2 separate regions of the Mus musculus genome follow, and region 2 is linked to region 1. Evidence: chromatin contacts called from public HiChIP or PLAC-seq data. All regions are on one chromosome and are shown on one strand. Each heading gives the region's core, a stretch centred on a gene start, on an enhancer-like site or on the middle of the called end of the contact. The rest is flanking DNA. Distances are from core to core; before and after follow the strand shown.

What was found. HiChIP or PLAC-seq counts read pairs in DNA pulled down with a chosen protein or histone mark.
Region 2: an H3K27ac HiChIP or PLAC-seq map of extraembryonic endoderm stem cells shows a contact between it and region 1. The contact joins the promoter of Sbno2 here to the enhancer-like site in region 1. A contact is called at or near these places in 7 of 39 promoter capture datasets (the C10 cell line, cranial neural crest, frontonasal cranial neural crest and 4 more), 2 of 484 Hi-C or Micro-C datasets (cortical neurons and embryonic stem cells), 14 of 115 datasets of contacts at active chromatin or transcription factors (the 230-238 cell line, astrocytes, embryonic hindbrain and 8 more) and 2 of 9 other capture datasets (adipose tissue and pancreatic islet).

What each region holds. Positions count from the first base shown.
Region 1 is chr10:79,839,908-79,846,632 of GRCm38.p6, reverse strand. No RefSeq gene overlaps it. Among named protein-coding and RNA genes, the nearest start is that of Ptbp1, 11 kb to the left of the region's middle. Within about 2 kb of position 5,157, at least 286 of the 459 cell types and tissues checked have an H3K27ac peak or open chromatin away from gene starts, as enhancers often do. A contact at or near this core is called in the 230-238 cell line, adipose tissue, astrocytes and 11 more, where this site is marked.
Region 2 is chr10:80,099,897-80,106,647 of GRCm38.p6, reverse strand. It overlaps Sbno2 (strawberry notch 2), which reads left to right and starts at 3,946. Exons shown (of 32, transcript NM_183426.2): 1 at 3,946-4,038.

The DNA of each region.
Region 1 (6,725 bases), core at 3,908-6,407:
CATGGTCAGCCTCACAGGGCTTCGTATGGAGAAGAAACAGCACAGCACCATGAAAAGTCAGCCCAATATTCCTCTTTTCTTTTCTTTTTATTCTTTTTTAAGACTGTGTCTCATGTAGCCCAAGCTGGACTCAAACTCACTATGTGGCAAACAAAGACTTTGAAATGTTAACACTCTTTCATCTCCCTCTCCAGTGCAGGGGCAACGGATAGTAATAGGCCAGGCTTATTACTTTAGATTTACATTTGCTTGTTGACTTTTTTGGTGTGTGTGTGTATGTGTGTGTGCTCCTGGGCACACGTGCATTCATAGATGTCAGAGGACAGGGCTGGAGAGGTGGCTCAGCGGGTAAGAGCACTGACTGCTCTTCTGAAGGTCCTGAGTTCAATTCCCAGCAACCATATGGTGGCACACAACCACCCATGATGAGATCTGATACCCTCTTCTGGTGCATCTAAAGACAGCTACAGTGTACTTACATATAATAATAAATAAATAAGTCTTTAAAAAAAAAAAAGAAGTCAGAGGACAACTTAATGGCAGTTGCTTCTCCCTTTCCACACTGTCAGTTCTGGGACCTGAGCTACCTTGGGTCATCTGCCTCAGGAGCGACACGCTCAGCCACTGACCCATTCGGCCTGGCCTGGGGTTTGTTTTTTGTTTTTGTTTTGTTTTGTTTTTTTTGGGGGGGGGGGGAAGGGGCTGTGTCTTACCCTGTAGCTAAGGCTGGATTTGCATTCTTATTTTTTTATTAATATTTTTTCATACAATATATTTTGATTGTGTTTTTCCCATCTCCCAACCCCTCCCAGATCCTTTCCACCTCCCTACACAACCAACTTTATCTTTTTTCTCTTTCTCTTAAGCAAACAAAACAAAATAAAATCAAACAAAAACCCAGTATGTCAAAAATACTAAAAGCCAGGCAATAATCCCAGCACTTGGAAAAGACAGAAACCCTGTGTTAAAAAAACAAAAACCAACCAACCAACCAACCAACCAAAACACACACACACACACACACACACACACACACACACACACACAGAGACATGCAAACACTGTGTGTGCCATCCACTGAATGTGATACCTACTCTTGAGTGTGGTTTATATACCCAGTGAGGTTTCACTGGAACAAACCTGATTTCCTCCTCTTGCCGACAGGTATCAATTGCCATCCGTCTTGGTTAGGTGTGGGCCGTTTCCACGTCTCCCTCTCCATGGTAGAGCCCTGTCTGGCTTGTGGGTTCCAAGTCTTTTCTTTCCTCTTTCTTCCTTTCTTTCTTTTCCCTTTCTTTCAGAGACAGAGTTTCTCTGTGTAGCCCTGGCTGTCCGGGAACTCACTCTGTAGACCAGGTGGCCTGGAAATCCACTAGCCTCTGCCTCTGGAGAGCTTGGGTTAAAGATGTGCACCCCCACCACCCAGCGGGCTAACACAGTTTTAACTTGGAATTCCATCACTTCCCACCTCCCTTTCCTCCCTCATCCCCTCTCCCCTGCTGTCCTCACTCTCACATTGACAGTCTCTTTCCTTTTATTGTTTGTGTGTGTGTGTGTGTGTGTGTCTGTCTGTCTGTCTGTCTGTCTGTTTTTGTAGTTTCTGTACCTGTAGTTTGGGAGCTGACTACTCTGCACTGGACACTTGATAAGGGGGCTGACCCCTGGCAGGGGTTAGTTCCCTCTCCCAGCAACCATTAGCTACCTCCTATATGCCTCCTGTAGTTCTTTGTCAGGGATGGGACCACATGGCATTCCCTCTGACCGAGTTAACCTGTCGATTGGTATTTCCAATGTCCCAGTCTCGTTCATGCAGTCGTTTCTAGAATGGTTTCACAGTCCATTTCCTGGTAGTCTGCCTCTTACAGTCTCTCTGTCCCACCTTTGACTAAGTCTACTGAGAGGTAGACGCAGGAGCTGTAAAGTCCCTCTTGGAGCTGGAATTTCCCTCTGTGTAAGGAGGTCTTCTTTGATGAATGAGGGTGGTGGCTGCTCTTATCTAAGGGTGTAAGGATAAGATCTAGAATGTAGTCAAGAATTGCATTGGTCAGCAGTGGTGGCACACGCCTTTAATCCCAGCACTTGGGAGGCAGAGGCTGGTGGATTTCTGAGTTTGAGGCCAGCCTGGTCTACATAGTGAGTTCCAGGAGAATTGCATTGGTCTGCACCAAGGGTGGCAGACCCTTCTAAAATGCAAAAATGCAGGACCCAGTATCAGGCCTGGTTTTTCCCCTGTTGAGTGGGCCTTACATCCAATTAGACAGCTGTTGACGGTAAGTTGTCTCTCTGCTGGATTAATGTGCCAGTTCAAGCCAGATTAAAATGTATATGAATGCAGGTTTATTGGGAAATCGCTCTGGGTCAGGCAGAGAGCAAGAGAGAAGGAAGGGGCAGAGAGACAAAACTATCTGGATTATGCAGGGAGGAGCCGTTGAGGGACAGGCAGCCCAGCCCCTGGGCTGGAAAGTTCATGGTTAAGGATAGGGAACCCCAGGTAAGGACTGAGGGATGCTGGGAGGACCTGGAGGCCAGGTCTGCTGTGGTGTGTACAACAGGCACTTCAGCTTCTTGTCCCAGGTCTGAACCCTAACAGTAGGTTGCTACAGATAGGAAGAGTGCCGCTCTCTACAGCTTCAAGGACAGTGTACCATGGTGGTCATCCGGTCATCCGTGTCTCAGCCAGCAGGAGCTGTTTAACTGCCTCCCTCACTTGCTTGTTAGCTGACATGGTATTTCCTTGCACCTCGGAACCTGGATGGCAGGGATGAAGCCTTCAGGGAAGGTCAAGTCCCTTGTCCTAAATGTGACTTCAGCAAGACGGATTTACATTCAACATCTGACCCAAGTCAGAAAGACAAAGGTCACCAAAATTTGCTGGAAGCAATGGGAGGTTGCAAATGGCCGGAGCTACTACAGAAACCAGCATGGAGAATTCCCAAAACCTAAGATGGAGGCTCCGGTATGATCCCGCGAAACCACTTCTTGGCATGTGTCCAAAGGCCGCAGTATCCAGCTGCACAGAGACTGCTCAGCCCTGTCTGTCTTTACTGCTCTATGCATAAGGGCTAAGAAATGGAAACTGATTTCAGACCCCTGGACAGGGGGCTGAGATGCCCATTTTACACACCAAAGCAGACCTGCCCTCCAGGTTCTCCCAACATCCCTCAGTGCCTGCCTGGCATGCCCTGCCCCAACCCCGGGGCTGCCCTTACCCCAGAGGCTCCTCTCTACAGAATCCAGACATTTTGGTCTCTTGCTCTCTTCTTTTTCTTCTTTTTCTCTCCCTCCCCCTTTCCCCATGGCAACTGCACTGACCTCAGTGAGGCCAGGGAACTCACCTGGGGACAGCTCCAATAAGCCTGCCTTTAATATAATCTAATCTGGTGTAAATTGGCTCACTTCACTGGCAGTGGAAAAAGAACCCATCAGAAACAACCCAAATGCTCTTCAACCAATAAATAGATACTGAAAAATGTTGTCTATATATACTGTGGGATATTATTCATCTGTCGGGAAAAACAATCATGACACTTGTAGGTTCAGTGACTAGAACTCCAAAAGATGGCATTGAGCACGGGAGCGCAGACCCAGAAAGACAAACATCCAATGTACTCTCTTACTGGAGGCTCAAATATTCCAATCTTCCGTTGTATGTAGACTGTAGTACAGAAGCCGGGAACGTGTAAAAGGGAGGGGGAGGGGCTTGTGGTGGGAATAGTATGATTCGGATGACATAACGTGGGAAACAAAATGAGGAGAGGGCTCCACCTAGGGAGGACGAAGGGAGGTCAAGGCGGAGGGAGGAGGAACAGATAACCCCAAGGGTGTTGGATAAAGCCTCAATGAATCACATTACTTTATATGTACCTAAAATTATACACAATACATATATATTTATCCTATATTAAGTAAACCCCTTAGGTTGGCAATGCTCCCAATGAGAGCCATAGGCTAACAAACCCCAGGCACCGACATGGCCTTCCCAGGGGTCAGTCTTGGTAGTCCAAGTGACTCCCAAACAGCATAACCTATTGCTGTCGCTTCCTTGGTTTTGAACAGATGCTGAGGCTGATGAGGTGACTCATGGGCAGTGAGCACTGACTGCTCCTCTGACAGACCCAGGGTGATGTTCTGCACTAATGTAGTGGCTCACAGCAGTCTGTAAGTCTCAAGGGATCCTGGACTCTGTGGTTACCAGTATGCAGGAGGTGCACAGGCATGCATGCAGGGAAGACACTCACACACATAAAATAGAAATATTAAAGAGAGATCCTTGCCGAGACTCATTCTGCCTGCTTCCCCAACTTCCCTGTGGTTCCAACAGGGTTAAAGTTCCCAGACTTTATCCTGGAGAATTCTAGAATCAGACAGGCCCACAGGGCTTCCCTCACTGCTCTATACTCTGAGCAGGCTGCTTTCTAAATCCAGATAAAATAATTCCCTGCTAGAAAAACAAGCATGGGGTAGCTTTCCTGTTACCTGCAAACCTGGGCCTCTAAGATGGTATTTTTTGTGGATTTCAGATAGTGTGTGGAATTCAGAGATGCATCAGGAAAGGGCTGAGTAACACTTCATTTTATTGTTCAGCACTGGGAATTTGATATTAGGGCCTCACCACCAAGGCGTGCTCTCAACCTTGGAATATGAATATATATATATATATATATATATATATATATATATATATATATATATATATATATATATATATATTTTTTTTTAATCTGAGAAAGAGGGTTTGAGACAGGGTCTCACATAGCCCAGGATAGTCTTTTGCATTTGATCCGCCTGCCTCCACCTCCTGAATGCTGGCATGACAGGTGGGCACCAACAATGTTTGGAGACAATCAAGGTCTCATGTAGCCCAGTTGTCATTAAAATTGCCGCAATCCTCCTGCTTCAGCTTACCAAGTACTAAGAAAGAAACACACACACACACACACACACACACACACACACACACACACACACACACACAACCACCTCAGAAAGAAACACACACACACACACACACACACACACACACACACACACACAAAACCACCTCACTGTTTTTCAAACTACCTGAGAAATTTTGGGCTCTTGCTCTAGGTTAGAGCTTTCCTTGAAGTAAAAACACTGACCGGTGCTCCAAGTCCAGAGCCCTAACTGTCTCTGAGGAGCAGCTGCCCAGCCTTAAGAAACAAAGGTTTCCGGGACCAGGGATCCGGAATCTGTCGTTACCCCGCCTCCCGTGTTTTTTTTTTTTTTTTTTTTTTCTCCCCTCCCCCAATTTGCAGCCAGCGGAGCAAAAAGGCCATAAAACAACAGAATAACCCTGGAAGGCCGGTCGGGGTGGGCTTAACAGTGCTTTCCAGCTCTTTGCAGAGATGGGGTGGGAGTTTGCTGGGGTCGTGGTGACCTCTGTTCTTGCAGTCCGAGGCCCCAGTTCTCCGGTTCTCCCGCAGGGAAGAGCCCCGCCCGCATTCCTCTCATTCTCCTCCCTGCAAACATTGTTTATTTGTTTGTTTTAAATTAGACTCAGCCAGGAATTCCTTTCTCTGTCTGGACTTGGAAGGAGCCTGGGGGATGGGGTGTGAGGAGTTAGACTACCACTACAGCCCAGGCGTGGGCACAGACATTCCGCGGCAAAGTCCCTCCCACTTCCTCAGACTTCCACAGCGGGTGATTTTCTTCCACTCTTCCATATATTATCATAAACCCCGAGCTGCGTACTTGGCTAGAGTCGAGCTAAGGACTGAGTCTGCTCCCAGCCTCTCACTGCGGGGTTCTAGGCAGGGCTCCACCCCTGAGCACACACAGGGCTCTAACTGGAGGATTCTAGGCAGGGAGGGTCCTTAGGATCCTTGTGGTCACACCTCCAGCCCTTCGCTGTGTGGGTTCTAGGCAGGGGCTATACCACCAGAGAGCATCAAGGTAGGAAGAAGGGGTTCCTGCCACCTACAGGCTGGGCTGGAACCCAGTATCCAAACACTAGCATATCCCTCAACATCCCTGTCCCCCTTTACACTCCTCCTGTCTACGTCCCACACAGCCATGAGTCTGCTTGCTGTACCATGGAAGAAATTCCAGCAAGTTCAAGCAATTCAGGTGCACGTTACTGCCTCTGAGGGCTGGAAAAACCTGCTAGGGATGTCTTTGGCCCAATTTTCTGAGTTTGGAGGTTTAGATGTGATCTCCCATCTGTCTCTGGTGATGCCCTAGTGGCTCCTTAGACATTGCCAAGCTTGAAGGACTACAGGGCAAGGAAGGGCTATGCAGGGTGCCTGCTGCCTGCATTGATTTTTGCCTTTTTGAACATGGTCTCATGTAGCCAAGGCTAGCTCAAACTGGACATGTAGCTGAAGATGACCTGGTCCTTCTGCCTCTATTTCCTGATTGCTGAGATGATGGTCACGTGCCACCAAGTTCTGTTTGTGTGGTGCAGGAGATGGAACCCAGTGGGTCACTCCTGGTAGCCAAGCCATAGCCAGGCGGGAGCATCAGGAATTTGAGGCCCTACTGGGCGACACAGTGGAAGCTTGACTCAAAAGATAGAGAGATGTGCCGGGTGGTGGTGGCCCACGCCTTTAGTCCTAGCATTTGGGAGGCAGAGGCAGGCAGATTTCTGAGTTCGAGGCCAGCCTGGTCTACAGAGTGAGTTCCAGGACAGCCAGGGCTATACAGAAAAACCCTGTCTCGAAAAACAAAAACAAAAACAAAAAAAGCCAAAAACAAAAGATAGAGAG
Region 2 (6,751 bases), core at 2,697-5,196, 260 kb before region 1:
ATTCCTGAGTTCAAGACCAGCCTGTTCTACAGAGTGAGTTCCAGGACAGCCAGGATTACACAGAGAAACCCTGTCTCGGGAAAACAAACCAAAACAAACGAAAAAACAGCTGGCCAAGGCTTGGGGTGTTGCTGGTCTGTGGCTCAGAAGGCTGCTCCCTGGGATAACATAGTACTATGCCACCACGCATAGCTCCAACTGACTTCTGTCTCTGCCCTGGCTGTACAGTATCCCTTGCTCTACAACCCTCATGGCTTCCTGTTGCCCTCAGCTCCCTAGTGATCCCCACTGTCCAGCCCTGGACCTTCCCCCATCCATGTGCCCTGTGTTTCATTCCCCTGTTACGATTCCCAATGTTCTTCCATTGTCCAGCCTGCTGCTGCTCCCCAACCTCAGGACCCACTCGAGACAAAGTGGAGGTGTGCCGATGAGCATTTCCCTGCAAGCTCCAGGTGTCTCAGCCTCTCCCTAGAGAGGAGGAAGGCCTGGGCTGGGTGGATCTCAAACCTGTCAGGCAGGTTAGCTCTTCCCCGAAGTCTTGGCACAGACTGCAGCCCTAACAGGGGCCTAGCAGGATCTGGCTGTATGTCCTGGGGCAGAGAGCTGGGAGCCCCAGGTCCTGGGACAGTGACCTATAGACACCTGGGGACACCAAGGAGCTACAGGTGGGTCAGCCACTGGAGGAGGAGGATGCCTGCACTGGGCCGTGCTGGCTGTTGGGGTGAGGTGGCTGTGTGAAGAGAGACAAAGTTGGGAGGAGAGAGAGACAGGGAGATGGGGGTGGGTGGATATATCCTTTGCGGCTGCTCCTGCCTCAGTGTCCCCTTCCATACTGAGGAAAACCCAGCAAGAGCTTGAGAAAGGGAGATGGAAGGGTGGTGGAGGTGGAGAGGGGAAGAGGCGGTGCCAGACTGGGGGCCCCCACCAGGGGAAGTGGGTATAGAAAACAGAAGTGGCCAGGGGGACCATGAGGAGGAGAAGCTTTGGTGGCAGCCTGGGAACACCGGGACTTTCCAGATTGTAGGGAAACAGGAAGTGAATCCCTAGGTCCAGGCCTGCATGGCCAGGCTGGTGCACCTGCCTGATGGCTGGGAACCTGGACGGAAGCTAGCTGGCTGCTGGTAGGGCAGGGCGGGAGGTGGGCAGATCTCAATAGGGGAGCTGGGGCTGGGGCTGCTCCAGTCTGAGAAGCTGAGGGCTCCAGAAGTTCCTTAGCACTCCCTGGCAGGGCTTTCTATCCTTTGAAACAATGACATGGGCTGTGCAGAGCTGTTCAGTGCTGGTACTTTCCTATTTAGCCTAAGGTGCTGGGCTTCATCCCTCCCTATGTATCTGACCCCCCCACCCCCATATCAAATCGTAAAGCTAAAACTAGGCTGGGGCTCTGAAGGTGGACTACCCAGCATGCAGCGGGCCCTGGGTTCCATCCCCAACACCACATAAACCAGACATAGTGGCACATGCCTGTCACCCCAGCACATGCCTGTCACCCCCAGCACATGCCTGTCATCCCCAAAACTTGGAAAGTGGGGATCAGGAGTTCAAGGTTATTGTGTTTTGTTTTGTTTTGTTTTGTTTTGTTTTGTTTTGTTTTGTTTTCGAGACAGGGTTTCTCTGTGTAGCCCTGGCTGCTGGCTGTCCTAGAACTCACTCTGTAGACCAGGCTGGCCTGGAACTCAGAAATCCGCCTGCCTCTGCCTCCCAAGTGCTGGGATTACAGGAATGTGCCACCACCGACCCGGTTCAAGGTCATTATTGGCTACATTTTTGAGTTTGGGGTTGGCCTGAGTTCATGAAACTGTTCTCAAAACAAACGAAGCCACAGTTTGTCAGTGTGGTCAGTGGAACAACCTAGCATGTAGCTCCTTAGTTTAAAGGCTCAGAGGAGTAAAGTGCCTTTCCTGGGGTCACACAACAAGCCCATGCTGCTGCATCTTTAAAACTGGGCCATGTCCAGGCATGGGGCACACGCCTTTAATCCCAGCACTTGGGAGGCAGAAGCAGGCAGACTTCTGAGTTCGAGCCAGCCTGGTCTACAGAGTGAGTTCCAGGACAGCCAGGGCTACAAGGAAACCCTGTCTCAAAAACAAACAAACAAACAAACAAACAAAAACCTGGGCCATGGACTTAGAGCCAGGTCCCTGTTGCTTTCTGAGGCTGACTCCTGTGTTTCCTTGGAAATCCCCAAATCTGACTAATTCCCTAGCCATCCCCAGCTTGGCAGATTCCTTCGGGCTGACAGGGCTAGATACACCCTGGGCTGGGCAAACTGCCCCCATTTGAGGCAAGATTATCCACTGTGACTTCATGGCTTCCCGTGCTGGACGTGTGGCAGAGGTCACTTCCATGCCTTTCCTTAGGTGACCTGGGACTAATTTCAGGATAGTCCTCTGCCTCCATTTCTTCCCCTGGGGAATGCAGGTGACACATATCTCAGAGGACTAAGGTGAGAGGGAACTGGATTCTTGGGTGTGGGACTCAAGCCTCCTAGTGGGTCTCACACTTCCAAACTCTTTATTCTGTGTGTGCGCGTGGGGGGTGTATGTGTTTGTGTACAGTGTGTGTGCGCGCGCATGCACGTGTGTGTGTGTGTGTGTGTGTGTGTGTGTGTGTGTGTGTGTGTAGGTCAGAAGTTAACCTTCAAAGTTACTCCTCAGGTACCACCTGTATTGCTCCCTGAGACTTGGTCCCTCCTGGACCTGGAATGTGCCCACCAGGCTAGGAACCCTCCTGCCTCTGCTTCTGCAGCACCGGGATGATCATCTGAACCCCTGCCACCACACCTGGGCTTGGGGATAGAGCTCAGGTCCTTAGCACTTTACCCCAAGCTGGCTGCCCAATCCACTATACCAGGCTTTTTTATTGTTGTTTGGTTTTCAAGACACTGCTTCTCTGTGTAGCCCTGGTTCGCTTTGAATTCACTGAGATGGCCTGTTTCTGCCTGCCCAGTGCTGAGATTAAGTTAAAGGAGTGTGCCACCACTGCCCGGCTATACCAGGCTTTTAAACAGCTTTTCTTTTTATCTAGATTGTCTTTCCTTTTGGTCTCTGTGAAAAACTCCTGATTAAACTTAAAATCCAAGTTTCTATAGCCTTACTGCTTAAGATCTCCAGTGGTATCCTTAACTTTATGCAGAGACTCCTGCCTGGGTCTCCTTCCCTGAGGACAGATAGTCCTGATTTCCTGCCCCTTAGACAGGGGTTTTTTGGGGGCACAATAAAGAGCCAGGTTCTCATCTGGGATGGTGGCACATGCCTTTAATTTCAACACTTGGGAGGCAGAGGAAGGAAGATCTCTGAGTCCAAGGCCACGCTGGTATACAGAGGGAGTTCCAGGACAGCCAGCTACATGGAGATAAAACAGCATCCATACAGTTCATTTACTTATGGGCAAATCTAATCTCAGGGTTGCAGGACACAGGCTTCTGAATGGTGGTGCCTCTGGGCCTGAATTCATGATACCCAGCTGGGAAGGGGATGGTGACTGAACTGGCTTTAGCCCCACTGAGGCCATTGCCCTAGGTCTGGACTGAGAAGGGAGACACGTGAATTAGATCTATAGTGGGTTTTAGAGATTGGACCAGGCATGATGGTTTATGCTTTTAAGATCAGCACTTGTAGAGTTCTGGTGGATCTTTGTGAGTTCTAGGCCAGACAAGGCCACATAGTGAGACTGTCTAAAAAGAAAAGAAAATAGGGCTTTTAGATAGTTCTAAGGGAGCGGAGGATGGCAAGGGTGTGAGAGGTTGGTGGGGTCTGATGTTGCAAGTGTGCCAGGGCATGTGCAAAGCCCTGAAGGGGAAACTGAGGAACGATCTACAGCCCAGCAAGGTCAGGCAGGGGACAGAGAAGGGGTCCAGCTCCCTCAAGTAGCAAGAACTGCCCGGCCCCAAGAGGCCCCGCCCCTAAGGCCGCGCCCCTTCGCAGAAGCGGAAGTGCGCGCCGCCGGCAACATGGCGCCCAGAACCCGGAAGTGAGCGGCGGCCGCTGAGAGGCTCCGGGAAACCGAGGCGTCGCGGGCTCAGCGATCAGGTCTGAGGTGAGGCGCCGGCCCGAGACGCCACTGTGACCCTTTCGCGATCCCCACGCGACTCGTGCGGCCAGGCTCTGGTTCCGGGCTTCTCGCGGCCGTTCCTTGGCTGCAGGGTGGGAGCGGACGCGGAGGAGGGTGCCGCACCGCGCGCGACCTCTGACCCTCCCCGCGACCCCCCTGACCCCGCCCCCAGTCACGACCCCTGTGCGCCCCATCTCTCTCTGTGAGGCGAGACCCCACGTTCCGCGTGGACCTCAGTCTCGGTCTTGCCCCAATAGTCCTGACCCCACGTCCGGCTGCGACCCCTGCCCCTGCCCCAGCCGGTGAGCCTCTTGGCTGAACTCCCCCATCTCCGGGGACCTCTCTCTCACTCCTGCTTTGACCCAGCTCCCAGGGAACCCCGACTCCTATTGCGACCTCCATTGTCCGTCTTTGACACTGACCCCAGTTTCCTATGACCCCCACCCCCCCACCCCCTTTCCTTTTGGCTGACCCGGATTCCCGCCTCTGGTGGTGAGAACTTCCTTCCCTGAAAATCTTGTCCACAGCCTGTCACTCCTGGCCTTGACTCTGGTATTGGGTCTTTGGAGGTACCCCTCATTCTTTTCGGCACCTTGATTCCCATACAATCTACTTTGAACCTTGACCCTAACAGACCACCACCCTCCCATCTACAGTTGAACCTTAACCTCACCTTGGGACCCCTGTTCTCCCAGTGAACCTTAACCTCATGCCAGGGACCCCGTCCTCCTAGACCCAGGACCTTCCCTCTCCTGAGACTCAGGTTGCACCCCGGGAACCTTCTCCCGCAACTCCTGCCCTTGACCCTGGTCCTGGGAGGGAACCCCAACCCCCACCTTGTGCCATGATCATTTGACCCCAGGCTCAGTCATGACCCCCTAACCTTTCTTTTCTGTTGTTTTCTATCAACTCCTGTTCAGTGTCCTTTTTGACCCCTTTCTTTTTCTTGTGGTCTTTGACCCTGGTGCTCCGTGAGGTATTTTTGTCCCTTCCTACCCAACTTGGTGTCTTTAGCGTTGAGGGTTCTCAGGACCCCTGGCTATCAAGGAGTCTCCTTACTGGGTTTCCTGGGTGGATGCCCAGACCTGGCCCCACCATTGGTCCCAGCCACGTCTCTCAAGTCTCCTCTTCTGGTTTGGGTTGGGGGAGTGTGTAGTAGAGAGTGACTTTGAAACCACATCACCAGGGAGCTAAGTGGGGGAGAGTGGGTGCCACCACCCTAGGTACTAGAGATGCACTAGAGGGACACAGCTGAACTAGCCTGGTGGTGAGGGAGGGATCTCAGGGTGTCTCCTCAGATGTCATGATTAACGCTCTGAAAAGTTAAAAAAAAAAAAAAAAGGCATGAGTGTGTCAAGTGTCTGGGCCATCCCCCGGCTCTGCTTCCCGGAATGCCTGTGAGTCCCTGAGTCCCGCCCGCTCGGGAGCGGCTGCCTTCCTGCCTTGGCTGTCTGGTGCGGGCCACTGAACCCTGTGATTGGGGAGTGACGGGGAGCCTGGCCTTGGGGGTGGCACGACTGCTGGTGAGTTTTCCAATGTGGTAAAGGGCCCCGAGGTACTAAGCTGAGCTGGGACCCCAGTGAACAGGTTAGATGAGGCATTGCCTGGAACCTGGCCTGGTTGGGACTGGCTCTGTTGTGTGGGACTGGGGACATTTGAAGGAACAAGGGGCATAACCTGGTGCCTCCCTCCCTGCAATCAGCCGTGCTAGGGACCTGATCCAATAGCAATCAATGGCTGGACTCTGTATCTGGGAGGCCTGGCTAGCTGAACCCCCAACTTCTCTTGGCCCCTCTCTACAGCCCTTGGGCCCAGCTTTGGATTGTCCCAGGACCTGGCTCCTACAGGTGGGCTGCTGAGGCTCTTTTCAAGTTGGGAATGATGAAGGCAGGGACCTGCCAACCCAGTCCTGGGTATGACAGTGACAGAGAGGCACCTCTGTGGCCATCAGTCAATCCTGGCAGACTTCTGCTCTGCTCCCACCTTTAAGGAGAAACGGGCACACGCTGGAATGGGCAGCCTGGCCCTACCAGTGGTGGCTTCTCTGGGCTCTGGACTGTAGGCAGTTTCCTTCCCTGGGTGGAAGTGGATGCAGGCACATAAGAGGGAACTGAGGCCCAGAGAGCTCATATGCCTGCCTGTGCAGTCCTGACACCAGGGCCCCTTGAGCAGGGCCAGTGGGAAACACTGGCCAAGAAGCGGAATAAAGAGGTGACTGTCCCTGCTGTCCCTGCTGCCTCTCCCGACCCCCACAGGGTGAGATGGACTGCTTCCCTGCTAGGGATGTGTGTGACAGAATCTAAAATTATGAGTGGGGAGGTTTGAATGCGGATAAAGGTCTACATCATACATTGTCAACATGGCCCCAGTCCTGTATGTGCCATCCAGTGAATTGTGTGAGCACAGTCAAGTCTACGCTGTGTGCATGTGTGTGTTTGCATGCCAAGTGTACTTCTCAATCACTTGTGAGGTTCACCTGTTGGTGCTATCAATTGTGCAGTTTGCAGCTCCTTTCACTGCTTCCATAACTAAGGGCCCTATGGTAATGGGGGGGCAGCATGGAGGACAACCTGAGGACAAGGTCACCTGGTTTATCCTGGCCTGTCCTCAGCACACTCCCACCCTGGAGCTCCAAATCTACCACCTGCAAGGGCTTGGGGTGAGGAGCTGGCTTCCTTTGGGACCATTGTTGACTGTG